3 separate regions of the Mus musculus genome follow, and regions 2 and 3 are each linked to region 1. A link is a contact called in public ChIA-PET and promoter capture Hi-C data. All regions are on one chromosome and are shown on one strand. Each heading gives the region's core, a stretch centred on a gene start, on an enhancer-like site or on the middle of the called end of the contact. The rest is flanking DNA. Distances are from core to core; before and after follow the strand shown.

What was found. Promoter capture Hi-C pulls out the DNA fragments that hold promoters and counts their contacts. ChIA-PET counts read pairs in DNA pulled down with a chosen protein or histone mark.
Region 2: a promoter capture Hi-C map of pre-B cells shows a contact between it and region 1, with 2.1 times the contacts expected there. The contact joins the promoter of 1700037C18Rik here to the promoter of Ubald1 in region 1. A contact is called at or near these places in 1 of 39 promoter capture datasets (pre-B cells), 1 of 484 Hi-C or Micro-C datasets (CD4 T cells) and 1 of 115 datasets of contacts at active chromatin or transcription factors (bone marrow-derived macrophages).
Region 3: an RNA polymerase II ChIA-PET map of memory CD8 T cells shows a contact between it and region 1, with 19 read pairs. The contact joins the promoter of Nlrc3 here to the promoter of Ubald1 in region 1.

What each region holds. Positions count from the first base shown.
Region 1 is chr16:4,877,581-4,882,231 of GRCm38.p6, reverse strand. Ubald1 (UBA-like domain containing 1) reads left to right here and starts at 2,381. Exons shown (of 3, transcript NM_145359.2): 1 at 2,381-2,615. The coding sequence starts at 2,496.
Region 2 is chr16:3,905,972-3,910,622 of GRCm38.p6, reverse strand. It overlaps 1700037C18Rik (RIKEN cDNA 1700037C18 gene), which reads left to right and starts at 1,934. Exons shown (of 3, transcript NM_028484.2): 1 at 1,934-2,173; 2 at 3,429-3,782; 3 at 4,323-4,651. The coding sequence starts at 2,170. The coding sequence ends at 4,480. Cluap1 (clusterin associated protein 1) reads right to left here and starts at 1,614. Exons shown (of 12, transcript NM_029738.2): 1 at 1,470-1,614. The coding sequence starts at 1,491. It overlaps Gm41410 (predicted gene, 41410), which reads left to right and starts at 1,970. Exons shown (of 4, transcript NR_153801.1): 1 at 1,970-2,018; 2 at 3,429-3,719.
Region 3 is chr16:3,974,618-3,979,268 of GRCm38.p6, reverse strand. It overlaps Nlrc3 (NLR family, CARD domain containing 3), which reads left to right and starts at 2,637. Exons shown (of 18, transcript NM_001081280.2): 1 at 2,637-2,940. The coding sequence starts at 2,892. Slx4 (SLX4 structure-specific endonuclease subunit homolog (S. cerevisiae)) reads left to right here. Exons shown (of 15, transcript NM_177472.5): 15 at 1-164.

The DNA.
Region 1 (4,651 bases), core at 1,132-3,631:
CAAAGTCCACCCTCCAGCCAAGCAAATAGTGGCTGAAAACAACGTTGTTTTCTTTCCCTGCCACGGCTGGGAAAAACAAGCTAGCTGGAGTAACTCATCACCTGGCAGGGTGACCTTCCCTTCTGTCAGCTTTTTGTTCTGCCAGTGCAAGGCCTGCATGCAGTAGCTCTCTCTGGGCTGAGCAAGCCACTGAGGTGACTAGATAAGGTAGAAGGGTGTGCCTGTCTGTGATCCTACATCCATGAACAAAAGATCCCCCGACCCAATACTCAGCTTCCTTTGCCTGAAAGATATAGCTGGCTCACTGGGTGCCTGGTCTTTTCTTTAGCTCCAAATGTCACAAGTATAAGGAAATCCACCATCAGCTTGCTTACTATAAAAATGGGAATGACACTCCCTACAGTAGCTAACGCAGGACTCGAGAAGAGATGCATGCCAAGTCTTGTACACAGAGTACCAGGCCTTTTGCTAGGTCTGTCATGCTCATCCATCCCACACTGCACAGTGAGGAGAGTTCCCACACAAGAGTGGAACTTCGAAGAAACAACAGTCAAAAATGCCATCCAGGTCTGTCTGGCTACAACCTACCCACCTTCCTTCAGACTTTGTTACAGTCTCCATGGCAACAGTGAAATCAGAGCGGCCTTTTACTGTGATCTCCATGTGTGCTGGTTTTGCCTATAATAATGCACATGCATAGTTGGGCGTGGTGGCACACACCTTTAATCCCAGCACTTGGGAGGCAGAGGCAGGCGGATTTCTGAGTTCAGAGTGAGTTCCAGGACAGCCAGGGCTACACAGAGAAACCCTGTCTCGAAAACAAACAAACAAAAGCACATGCATGATGCTTCCTAGAAATAAAGGCATATTCTCAGCAAAAGCAAAAAAATTGGGGTACTGTTGATATGCAAAGACTACTGCTGAGTGTTTCTCCAAAAGGCAGCAAAGAGGCTGAAATCTTACTTCGTGTGGACAGATGGGCAAAACGTCTAAGAAAGGGAGACACTCACTAGTCCCGCTGCTACCCATAAACTAAACTCGCAGCTATAACTCAGAGCCTTCCAAGCTCCCCGTCCTCGTTTCTTCCTCCTTTTCTTCCTATCTAAGGATCTTTCAGTCCCACCTCCTTCCCATCTTCCTCCAGCCACCCGATCGGAGAGCCCCTAGGAGTGAAGGGCAAGATAGAACTCCATTTCCCTAGGTATCAACTGGGCCCCACACCTTTACGGCCTCAGCGGTCCTAGCGAGAACAAAGGATCAGGTGTATCAAAACGTCTCAAGAGCCCGCAGTTGGCTTCCGAGGCCTGCGCTTACTTCCTCGGGGCAGTGTCGCTATAATGAAGCTTTCGGACCTAACGCCTCCCCTCCCGGCTGGTTCTACAGGGGGCCAGGTCAAAGGTGAGGCCAGTGAGAGCAAAGAACCCGGGCAACGTCTCTCAGCCGAGAAGACAACGCCAGCCCTCTCCTCCCCCCAGCTTCTGGGCGACTCTTCCACGTCCGACCGGCCACTCTACCAACCGCGACGTCAGCCGGAAGTGGCATGTGCGGGGCTGTAAACACCGCCTGCGAAATCACGCACCCAGCTCCCGACCCCGCCCCCACGCCACGTGATGCGCCCGCCCCCGCCGCCGCCTCATTGGGCGGCCAGCTTTGTTTACCTTATATGGCCAGGTCCTAACACCCCGTGACGGCCCATTGGTACAGTCGCGACCTCACTCAGGTGACGTCACTGGGACAGAAAGATGCAAATAAACCGGGGCATTGTGGGAATGGCAGTCGTGGCCGTTTCTGTACGTGCTCCGCGCGGTCCTTTTGCCAGCAGGCTGCTGGAAGTTTTTCTTTTGCGTGGGAAAGTGGGAGTTGAAAGAAAGGGGACGCCAAGGCTCCGGAGCAGGGGCTGTCTTTTTTTTTTTTTTTTTTTTTTTTTTTTTTTTTAAGACGCTCTTCCTGCACGACTGGCCAAGAGTTAGGCAAAGATGCCTTGCGAGCTCTGGAATGCTTCCAGGAGGTGGTGATTTCTAGCAGCGCCTTGAAAGGCAGATGCTCTGCGATACCGAGCGTTTTCTAAGTCTCAGGATTTTAGGAGTGTTTCAGCCTAGGGCAGTGGAGTAGGACCAAAGCTATCAGAGAGTCCCCTAAGAGCGCGCCTATTAATATTGTGATGCTAAGCACAGCAGCACACAGGACCTCCAGGGCCCAGTGATAAGGCAAGCTTGTGCAATGGTCCCTGGTTCGCAACTTCGCCTCTCAGCCTGGGGCACGGGCTGCGCGCCCCACTGAGATCGCTCGGGAGAGGGCGTCCACGCTCCTTCCCGGTCCGTTCGGCGGGGGCGTCGCGGACTACACATCCCAGCATGCTTCGCCGGCCGCGGGGCAGCGAGGCGCGGTGAGTCAGAGCGCACAGTAAATATTTGTATTAGCCGGGGCCGGCTCGCTAATGGTGGACGCGTGAGGCTAGCGCGCAGGGAGGCCGGAGCGGGCTGCACGGCGGCGCCATGTCCGTGAACATGGACGAGCTCAAACACCAGGTCATGATCAACCAGTTCGTGCTGACGGCGGGCTGTGCGGCCGATCAGGCGAAGCAACTGCTACAAGCGGCCCACTGGCAGTTCGAGGTGCGTAGGGGAACCGGGGACGGGCGCGGGCGGTGTGGACACGTGCCGGGGTGCCGGCTGCGGGCATCACCGACCGCCAGGCCAGAGCCCCGGAAACCCCGCTATCAGGACTGGATACCCTCCCCCAACACCCCCCCCCCCCCGGTCCCGGTAACGGCTGAGGAGGAGACAGCCGCCTGGAAGACGCCCAGGGCCGTGCCGGAGGCGGAGTCGCTTGGAGAGAGCGGTCTCAGGGTCGGTGTGCCGGGTGGGCGGTTTGCGGGAGTGCGCACACGTACATGTGGATTTGTATTTACGCACGCACCGCGCTTGGGCGTCAGCAGGGCACATCGAAGGTTGTGGGCATGTGGGCGCGTGTGCGGACTCAAAGCCCGTCTCGAGTGCGTGTCTGATACAGGATACCTTTGTGTCATGTTTGGTGTGTGTGTGCAGCGTGTACATAGGTGGTGGTTTGCTGATGGTAATCGTGCTGGGTATGGTGCGGTGTATGTTCATATACGTCATGGAGTGTATGGGTGGTGTGCTGGATCCTCAGAGTAAATTACGAGAGTCTGTATGTGTGTAGCCCACTCCAAAGGTGTCACCGGGGCGGGATCCTTATGAAGACCTGGGTATCCTCGGGCCTGACAAAGGAACCTGTATCTTGGGATGGTGTACTGTATACGGTTCACTTATTTTAGGGCATTTTAGACAGAAGATGGGAAGGTCAGTCTGGCTCTCATCTACTCCCAGGTTTCTCTTGACCGGTAGGATTATGTGCCCAGTCTTTTGTGTTACTAAGATGCCTCTGTTCCTCTAACTCAAAACCCCACATTCACCACTTGTGGGTATCGAGATGAGACTCTCTGGCTTGTAGCTGTGTGGGTACATGTGTGAGTCACAACCAGAGCCAGTCTAGTATTCTGTGCCCAGTTGGAGACCCCAGAGCTTGGCTTCCCAGTGGGAACCATCCCATTTTCAGTAGGAAAAGCCAGGAAGTGGAGACCAAGGCTTAACTTCCTGGTGCAGGATCAGAACCTCCCCAGGCTGGGAAGACTGTAGCCCTTCCAGCTCTGGATACCAAGCCTTCGATCTGTTTATCTACTCCCTGCTAGACTTCCAGGCCAATGTCCCTATGCAAGAGAGGGAAGGCTTCTTCCTTTAGCCTGGATTTGCTTACCCCTGGAGGTAGCAGTGCTTGTCAGCCTCTGAGGCCTGAACGCTCTGCCTTCTGTCCCCTCCCCCTGCAGCCCCACCCCAGGGAAGTGCCTTACTGCTCAGCTCTGCAACAGTCTTAATCTGCCCTGTTGTCTCTTGGGTTGGATGTGGTAAAACTTGTAAAACCACATTCATGGCAGTTGCTGGAGCCCAGTGGCTCTGCTTGCAGGTCCTTGCCCCAGGCTGGGCAGGCAGGCAGGTGTCTCATGGGAAATGGGCCGTGTGGAAGACTCGGCCCCTCTCTCAGTGTGGCGCAGGCTGGAGGGGGATGGACTGAGATATATGGCTACCAAGATTAGGGAAAACTGTCTTCAGGAGGAGCAGGGACTTCCTGCAGCCTGGAAACAGGCTGACTGACATGGGTAAGTTCTCTGTGCTCTGGGCTTGCAGAGTCTCCCTGTCACCGGGTACAAAGTGAAGAATAAGCTGTGAGCTCCCCTTGACCTGAGGCATCTGCCTAGGTGTGAGGGGTTCCTCATGGTTAGCCCTCCCCCACCCTCCTGGTTGGTAGCATACTCCAGGCAGTGTTTCTGGGTCACATTCTCAGATTCAGGTGCTAATGGGGGCAGAGGCGGGGAGGGGGGGGGGACACACACACACACACACCTCTGTGTAGTTGGCCAGATTCTTCTCTATACTGCCCTTTGGAGGACAGTACGGGTGTGTCATGTTGGGGTCCTGGGCTAGAGGAGCAGCTGCCCCTGCTAGGAGGCCTTGAGTGACCCCAGATTCATCCCCACTCCACTGCTTGGGAACACTGGTGTTGGGCACCACCAGCAGGGCATTCCCAGAATAATTCATTGGAATATACTGGAAAAATAAAAGAGCAAGCCTGGTCT
Region 2 (4,651 bases), core at 685-3,184, 970 kb after region 1:
AACCTGGTCTATGAAACAAGTTCTAGGTCATCCAGGGCTGTTGTTCAAGACAGGAAAAAACCTTGTCTTGAAAAACAAGTAAAAGAGAGCAAGAAAGCAAGAAAACAACCAACATTTCTGAGTTCTTACAATATGCTGAGATCTTGACCATGGTTCCTGGCAATGTAATGTCTACTCATGCTTACGGGTATTCAAAATGTACATTCAGCATTCCAAACAATCTATCTGGGCAACAAAGCAGGGCAGGCAGACTCTGCTAGGTCACGAAGAGATGGTAGAAAGATAGGAAGCATCCTTCCCTTATTTCTTTCCCTTATATCACACACACACATATATCCCATATATGTATACCCTTTATATTGCAGCTTTTCCTTATACCTCTATGAAAAAAGTCAGGTTTTGCCTAAACACTCCTTTTAGCTAAGTAGTAGCTATCAAGTTCTCCACTGTTATAAATGGTGACAGTCTCATAGATTACACACTATACAGCATTTATTTAAGGTAAAAAAATATAAATCAGTATAAATTCTGAAATACTCCTTTTAAATATTCTTTCCAGTACAATGATCACTATTCAATGATCCCAGTAAAGTGCCAGCCTCATCAAAAACTACGTGGGACAGTCATAATTACACTGTTTCAAATACCCTCAAACCCTAGACAACACGACCCTAATAGCTGCTACTCTTCTGTAAGTGAAGTAAGATTTTTTAGGTCACACAGTCCCATCACTCTAGCTGTGTGAACCAGGGGTAGCTATACTACTTAACTTGCAGTTAAAACTAGGAACAATAAGGGTGAAATATAATCACCTGCCACAAAAAGGATGTTTCCCCCAAAGAGTATAACGAGTAAGAGTAGTCTGCTTCCCCACTCTCTAGCCAAGTTCTCTGCCCAGTATTTGGCATTCAGGCAAGCTGGATTCAAACTCTAAAGCAACTCGTTCAATTACTTTGACCTCTTGCTGCCTGTTTCATCTCTAACCAGGGCACAAACCTGCTAGGAGTAAATGAAATATTGCCCACATAGAGGACAGCATGTGACAGATTGTAACATACAAACAAACAAAACAAACCCTCAAAAATGAACAAAACAACCTAGCAGCACTAGCCATCCATTCATCCGGCCACTTCCTCGGCTTTACTGGTTCTTTCTACAAACTAAATGCAGAAGAAGTCTCCATTTCCGCAAGACCTTTCTAATGCGGCTGCAAATGTGGCCGTGACAACCAGAGATAAAATGAGGTGAAATTAAACATTCAGTTCTTCAGCGGCTCGAGACACATTCCCAGTGTTCTAGCTACACGTGGCCAGTGACGGACCGAACTTTCCAAAGGTGCTGTAAAGTTCTGTCAGCCCCTGGCTGGCCCAGGGACCCACGGCCTGCCTGGGCCCACGGCTCTGGCAGGGGTCCGGCAGGGGAGTCTCGAGATCCTGGGAAGCCCACGGGAAAGCCGGGTGCAGCCTTACTGCGGAGGTCGCGGAAAGACATGGCGCTCTGGTCCCCAAGAGTCCACTGGGGCGCCGCTGCCCGTCTCTGTAGAGTTCGCAGGCCCAGCGCTCTCCGGTCTCTATAGCAACGCTCAGAGGCCTTGGACAGCGTGCGGACCAGGCCAAACAGGACAGGAAGCGAAGAGGGGTGGTGAGCGCAAGCGCAGGACACAGACCAACAGGTGGCGCCAAGCACCTTGCGAGCTGCGCAACGTCATAGTCTTTCAGAGAGCGCTTTTGGCTCTGGTCCCGTTGGAACTCTCATTACCTCACTGATATATGGAGCACATTATAACCTTTTGTGACCGAGTCTCCTTTGTATTTGTAAAAGCATAGCTAAACCCCGCAGTCGAAGCCTCATAAAGTATCCACAGAATGACAGGAACGAAGATACCCTACCCTGGGCAGAATTCGAGACCTGTACCCGGAAGGCTTTTGTGCACGCACAGCTAGTCAGTATTCCCGACAAGCCGGAAATTGGCGCCCAGACTCGCGCGCCAGAGGTTGCCCTGGAAACTGTGGAGCGAGGTAGTGCTGGTGTACCACGCCTAGGGTGTCAGGGTCAGCACAGGCTCTACAGAGAACTCTCCTTGGTGACTGCTACGAGTCGAGGACAACCGCGACAAAAGCAGGGCTGGAGAGAGGAGAGCTGTGCCAGGAAGGGTGGGCGATAAGGAAAATGGGTAGGTGCAAGAAGTAAAGGTGCCCTTGGCTAGAACACGGTGGTACTGACCAAGAGTAGATACTTAAGGACAAAAATATGTGGGGTAGGGCCATACATTCGTGGCTAGTCTAACATGGGGGACAATGCATTTGAACAGTCTTTGCAACAAATGGTTTTGAAACAATGAGCAATCCATAGCAAATTAATATCTATGTAAAAAACAATGGTTCATACACCTAGATGTAAAACCTAGAACTAAATTTTCTATAATGAAACAGAGTTGTGGTGGAGTTAAGATTCTAAAGAACCTGTAGTTTTATATTTCTACCAGCAGAATAATTGTTCCAGTTTGTCAGAATGCACAGGAAAAAAATTGGCATTATCTACATACTGCTTAACCTATGAGAAAATGGATAATTAGACAAGTGTCACCCAGAACCATCTTCTCAGCATGATTCAGATCTCTACAGGTTTGTTCTCCAAATCCTCGTTCTCCCTGCCACAAATGAGGAAGCCTAGCGAATGACTTTCCAGCATACCAAAGCCAATTTGTCTTATGTGGCTTGCTCTGAATCTAACATCAACAAATTTACCCTAGGTTTCTGGTCTCTTCCCTTGCCCGCCTCCCTCCTTGCCCCTGACATACCATACTCTCCCAAACTAGGAGGTCCAGGAAGACTAGTCTTTACTGTGACATCATAAGGACCAGTTGCTATGGGAGACCTGCAGATCCACCCCCTAGACAGGGGAGAGCAGGCCCTACTGCACAGAAGGCCTGGCCACTCCTCCCCCACCATACTGGCCCTCCATGGAAGCCTTGGTCTGTGCATTCTCTGAGCTTCGAATAAGAGAAGGTGCCTGGCTGCAGGGAGGAGCAGCAGCAGAGATGCCACACTGTCCCAACCTGGGCCCAAAGCTACTGGGGAGAGCCCAGGGATGTGCATGCTTGGGAAGGGAGTAACTCCTGATCTAGGCTATATGACTGGGCCAGGCATGCCCTCTTGTACCCACTGTGCTTATATACACTGGTGCCAGCATACTCTTTTTAGAGTAGAGAGCACAAAACGAGCTTGAAGTGCTCAACGGGATCTCAGTGCCAAAGTCCTGGGCTGCTTGGGCGCCTCTGTTAGGGGAGCAGCGGAGTAGTGGGAATAGACAGGAACTAAGACTGGATAGCCAGGGAGTAGAAGCTACGTATGAGTTGGTACTTGCATTTCCCCCAGATGCTGTTCCCACTGGCCATCACCCTCCTGCTCTCTCTCTCTCTCTTGCAGATGCAGTGAGCTGGGCCCCAGGACGCCCCAGCCACCCTGACACACCACCCAACATCTATGAGGGAGGATTGGGGGCCCAGCAGCAGCAGGGCCCCAGTGCTCAGGGAAGCAAGCCCAAGAACTTCCGACTGCGACACCTCCGGAGCCTGGCTCTCTACCTGCCAGGCCACATGCAGCCTGCTGGCCAATGTGGAAGCCACTGGCTAGGCCGGCTCATGGCTGGGGGCAGCCTGACACGGCCTGAAGGCTCACCCTGGCCCCTGGACCTGCCACAGGGGACCCTGGGTCCAGGTAACAGCCATTGCTCAGCCCTTCTGGAAGCCCACTTGCCCAGGGACAGCCTGGGAAATACAGGTAAGCTCTGTTAAGGCAGGACTAAAGACACGAAAGAAAGACTGAAGGGAACTCAAATGGGCCTTTTCATTTCCTAGCCTTCTGCCAAGAACTAGGAAAGGATGCAGTGGCCAGGACACACTAAAATAATGTCATGCTCCAGGGGCCAAGATCTTGTTTAATTTTTTTTTTAATCCGTGTGCCCCACTATTGATTCAGAACATCAATGTACACAATAAGTCCTTTGAAGTCTCAGGACCACAGCAAAAGCCTTTTGGGATGTGTAAGGCAGAGGAGACAATCTGGGATAGGAGTTCTAGGTTCCTATTCTCTCTATTTTGATGGACCTTGGACAACTTTGCCTCAGTTCCTTCATTTTATAAATGAAGGATTCATGACATTTCAGGTTTGACCCACTGACATCCCTTCCTCACCCTCACTAGTTCTTTCAAGGAAGTAGTGCCAAGGAGGCACTGCCTTGAAGGTTGTAAGGGCCGAGGACCCCAAGGTAATGTTTTAGATTGGGCCCCTCTGAGTGACTTTTCTTTCCTCTTTCCTCAGCTTCCAGTTCCAGCATGGACCCAGCCAAGGGTGTCCCCTCCCAGTCTGGTCCCCCCGAGGGCTTGGGACTCAGGCCCAAGAGGTCCTGGAGAGCCTTGGAGGAGACCATGTGTCCCTTGTGCAAGAGAACCCGCTCTGGGGCCTTGGAGAGGACATAGGAGCCAAAGTGCCAGGGCTGGGGAACAAGAGGGGAAGGATGGCCGAGGAGGAGGAGGCCAGTGTTACTGAGGAAGGGTTCGTCCCAGCGGCAGTCCTCCCCATTGAGATGGCCCCCAGAGTTGCCCAGCAGGAGACCTGGGCTAGTCTGGGGAAAGCATGAGGGAGGGAGG
Region 3 (4,651 bases), core at 1,388-3,887, 900 kb after region 1:
CTCTGGGACCAGAAAAAAACAGAAGTTTGGGTTTTCACAGCCTGTGAGTGTCCTTGTGTGTTTTAAATACAGTGAAGTTGTTTTATATAATGTGCAATAAAAACAAAGAAGACTTTATTTAAAAATAAATAAATAAATAAACTAGACACTCCTCTCTGAGAAAACCACCGGGAACACACAGTGAGCTTGGGCCCCCTGCTCTGCTGCCTACAACACCTTTGCGCGTGTTCTTTTCTTGGGGTGCCAGGACTGCTTACTGTCCACTGACCAACGGTTCCTCGAGAACATTGTCTCTGTGTTCATCACACTAATGGGGTCCTCACGGGCACTAACTGCTGCTGCTGCTGCTGCTCAGGGAAGCAGGCCAGGGACAGTCTCAGTCAACTGGAGTGTCACAAGTACCAGGCTGGGCCTGTTGGGCCTGCTGAGTCAGCTTGCCTTGTTAACACCGACCTAGATCTGTTTCCAGGCTATGTGGAAAGAAAGGTCAGCCAGCCATTCTTTTAGGAGCTAGAGTGCAGTTTGATGATAGAGCACCTGCCTCGTATACCTAAGGCTCTGGGTTAAGTTTCTAGCACTATAATAAGAAAGCTACGACATCAAGAACAGATTCCTGGGAAAGAGTTATGAGGTGATCTCAGAGGCCAGCAGTGCTTAGGGAGGTGAGAACACAGCTTGGTGTTTGTGGAATGTGTCCTGGTTGTGGTCAACCAGAAAGAAACCATTCCTGCGTTTGATGGCCAGGCAGGCAATTGGAAGCCAAGTGCCATGGGTAGTCCAGTGATAGATTTCTGAACCCCTGAACCTATGTATCCAGCATCATTCACTTACTTTAAAACAGCCAGTTGCTGCCTCTGGAGGAGGTAGGTTAAAGTGAACGTAGGCAATGAAGGCGTGGCCATCAGCCAGAGCAGCGGCCAGCAAGCAGGGACCTTCCCACAAAACACCCTGGCTCCAGCATCACAGCACTGGGCCAGCTGATTGAAATCAAGGTGCATGGCTGCCTCATCCTTCGGTGATGCTGAAGCTACATGGGCACTGGGACTACTCATTGATTAAAGTGAGGAGGAGTCCTCTTCCAGAAACCACACTGCCTTCATATGGTTAGCACAAGAAGTACTTAGCCCCAACACAGAATGTGTGCTGGACACAAGTACATCATACATATCACCAGATGTGGTCTGGGTGGACAGGGAGGTCTGGGTAATATGAACAGACCTCTAGCCTGTTCACTTCTGTGGTCCAGCCCTTGCCATGGGCTAGGCTTGTCTGTGTTGAACCACAGCCTAGCTTGGATAAACAACTACTAGCTCAGGTAAGGAAACCATAGGAAAAGGCCCCTGACTGCAGGCTGGAAGCCTTACACTCCCCAAGTTAAGAAGAACTGAGCCTACTAACTGCCTTGCTGTTTGCTCTCAGGTAACAAAGTCTCAGAGTGAAGAAGACCCTGGAGAAATGTGTATATTTGGGCATGTGTGTATGCATGTGCGTGCACACACACACACATCAGAATAGCCCATGTATGGGGCTGGTGGCCATTACTGGGAGGAGAGGAAGGAGCTAGCACTAGGATGTTCCCCAAGATCCTCAGGAAGAAGGCTGTTTCCTCTCCTGCTAGATCTCTGGAGGAGGCAGGCTGAGCCTCTTGGGCCTCGTGTGACTGGCCCACAAAGCACCTTTGCTGCACCCCTTGGCCAGGACTATAGCTCTCTGCTTCCCCTGCTTAGAGCCTCCTCAGGCTTCCCATGGTCTGCCACGGTGTCCACAAGTTCCCAGCCTGCTCCTCTGTGCTCAGTAGGGAAAGAGATGGGTGGCAGACGTTCCAAAACAGCATTTCTAACCTAGCACCAAAGTCCTACCTCTCCATGGGAAACAAAGGTCTGCCACATGCCTCCTGCACCCCTGCATGCAGGCTGCTCTCAACATCGGAACTCAACAGATGCCTGAGAACTCTGTGTGCTTGCTGAAGAGCCCAAGGCCCCTTGGTCACTTGGCTACCACGTCTCCTAAGTCAGTCAGAGCTGTCACAGTAAATGGCTTCCTTCCCCCCTCCCTACTCCCCCATCAGTAGAAGACATTCTAAATGGTCCATTTATTGCAAGCTTTTTTTTTTCTCTTTTGATCGCTCTCAGCCACGTCCTTGTCCTTATCCTTTCTTCTGCATCTGAGCAGGACACCTACCTTCCTGCTGTGAATAGCTGTGTGCTGCATTCCAGGGTCCACTGACTCACAGGGATAGGGCTAGGTCAGAAGCACCTCTAGGGTGAAAGACGTGCTTTAATAAGAGGAAGGTCACTGGGTATCAAAGCCTGGAGGCATGCAGGCATTCCGGCCCCACTGACTATCTCTCAGCAGTGTGACCTAAACCCAGGTGCTGACCTCCTCCCTGCCCCCTGCTTCCCCACCCCCCACCTTCTGACAGTCTGTTGGAGGATGGAGAATGAATGTCAACAATTTTGGCACTGTACCCATCCCGAGCACATGCTGTGAGGATGCTCAGTCCCAGAATGGAGATCCAACATAACTTCCCTACTCTGGGGGATGTGACAGAACCAAAGAGGTGAGCCTGGGGCCAAGCAGCTCACTGATTTGTCAGCGAGGCTGTTAGCTTTTAAAACTAGACAGGAAGGAAGGTTGAGGTGGAGGACAGGAAGAGCTGAGGGGCTGCAGTGACAGTGGGTGGGCTCCTGGGGACTACAGGATGTGGTAGGTCTGTCACTCCCAGCCCTGGCGTGATCAGTGTGATAAACTCCCCTGATCTCTTCAGAGAAGGTTTCCTCAGCTCTGGACAGACCAAGGTCTCAGCCTCAGCTGACCTGCCACTGACTACCCAAGGCATTCAGCCATAAACATGGCCTCCCGCTCACTGGAGCAGAGCTGTGCCCAGGAGCATGCAGGCGGAGCCCTTTAGCACCCTGGAGCAGCCACCATGGCAGGAAGGTAAGTAGCACCCAGAGCACATCGGTGCAAGGGAGGACTCAGGAAAAGCTGCTAGGGAGGGTAGAGGCTCTGAAGGCCTGAGGGCACGAGGAGGCTACGGAGTGCTGAGCCCTGGGTGTTGGAGCTGCTGGGTCTGGATGCGTCAGTGTCTGGTAGACTCACTTGTGCCCAGGGTGATGATCCACAAGTTCTAGGGGAGAAGACCCAGCTCTGTGTTCTTGGTGATGGCATGGGCGGAGCAGGATGCATTGCAGGTTGCAAGTAAGCAGCACCACGATTGGAACCCGGTTCCTCCAAGGCTGTGATCCCAAGCAGGTGACCCTCTTCTTGTGTTCATTTGCCACCTGTAAGTGGAGTCACAACTCCAGCACCTACCCCAAAGGTCAAGGGGCGTGCTACATACAACTCCCAGCTTTCCCATAATACCCCTCCCCCAGGGCCACTCCTAGCCACACCCTGGCGTTAGTTAAAACTTGTCATTCTGAGACTGCTAACCAAGGGAGGCCTCTGTAAGAGGTGTGGCTGCAAAGCCTAGTGAATGTTAAACACAGGGAGTGTTAGCTATGGTGTCCACCCATGGACAGGCTTCTAGGCCCTGGGGCTCCTCCCGGCTCCCCTCCTTATCACAGGCTCACTTTGGCCATCCCGCAACGGTTGTATCTACTTTGCTGCTGGGAGGGCTAGATCTACCTGCTTGCTGGTACTCCAGGTCAATGCTGTGGTGTATCCTTAGGGCAGAAGTTACTTCTTTCAGGATGCTGATCTCAGAAACCAGATAGTTGCTATGGTTGCTAAGTCAGGCCTGGGGAGGGAGATGAGGGTAAAGAGTAGGTCATACAAAAAAACCCAAGGTACTATGTGTGTGGCCAGAGATATGAACAGTGCCGCCTCCCCCTGCCCCCCCCTTCCCCGTCCCCACCCTAGCTAAGCTAGGTGGGGCAAGGCCGGCATTTGGAAGGGACTCACCTGGCTCAGGCCGGGTCTGTGGCCCTGGCAGAGAAGCATGGCACAGAATAGGCTCCACCAGACATAATGCTTTGCCAGAGTCAAGAAGCACTGATCTAAGTCCTTTGAAAACATGGTTGCCTCATCCTCTTGTTTACAACAACCTTATTGTTTAGCAGTAATAAGATTATCTGGTGGGCATCCAATTACAGAAGGCAATAGCTAGCCTTGTTCCATGCCCTGACAATATCCTACTAGAAAGCATCCTGACCTTTGCCATGGACAGGCTGACAGTGATCTACTTCAGTTGGTCCAACTACATTTGTATTTCTGCACAGTTGCCAACTTCAAAAGTCAAGATGTACCTTACAGGTAGTGTTTAATCAATGTGTAGAAACTGGCACCCAGAGGTCTCTTGTGCTGCCTCTCAGGCAGAAGCAACCCCAAAAGTGACTATTTGACATCTCTTGTTTCAGATTGGTTTGTCCAGATTTTAAGTTCCCTGGAAATGGAATCCCAAAGCATATTCTTTAGTGGCCAACTGTGCAGGCATCCGTGTGATAGGCTGGGCCAACTGTGCGGGCATCTGCGTGATAGGCTGGGCCAACTGTGCGGGCATCCGCGTGATAGGCTGGGCCAACTGTGCGGGCATCTGTGTGATAGGTTGGGCCAACTGTGCGGGCATCTGCGTGATAGGTTGGGCCAACTGTGCAGGCATCTGCGTGATAGACTGGGCCAACTGTGCGGGCATCCGTGTGATAAGCTA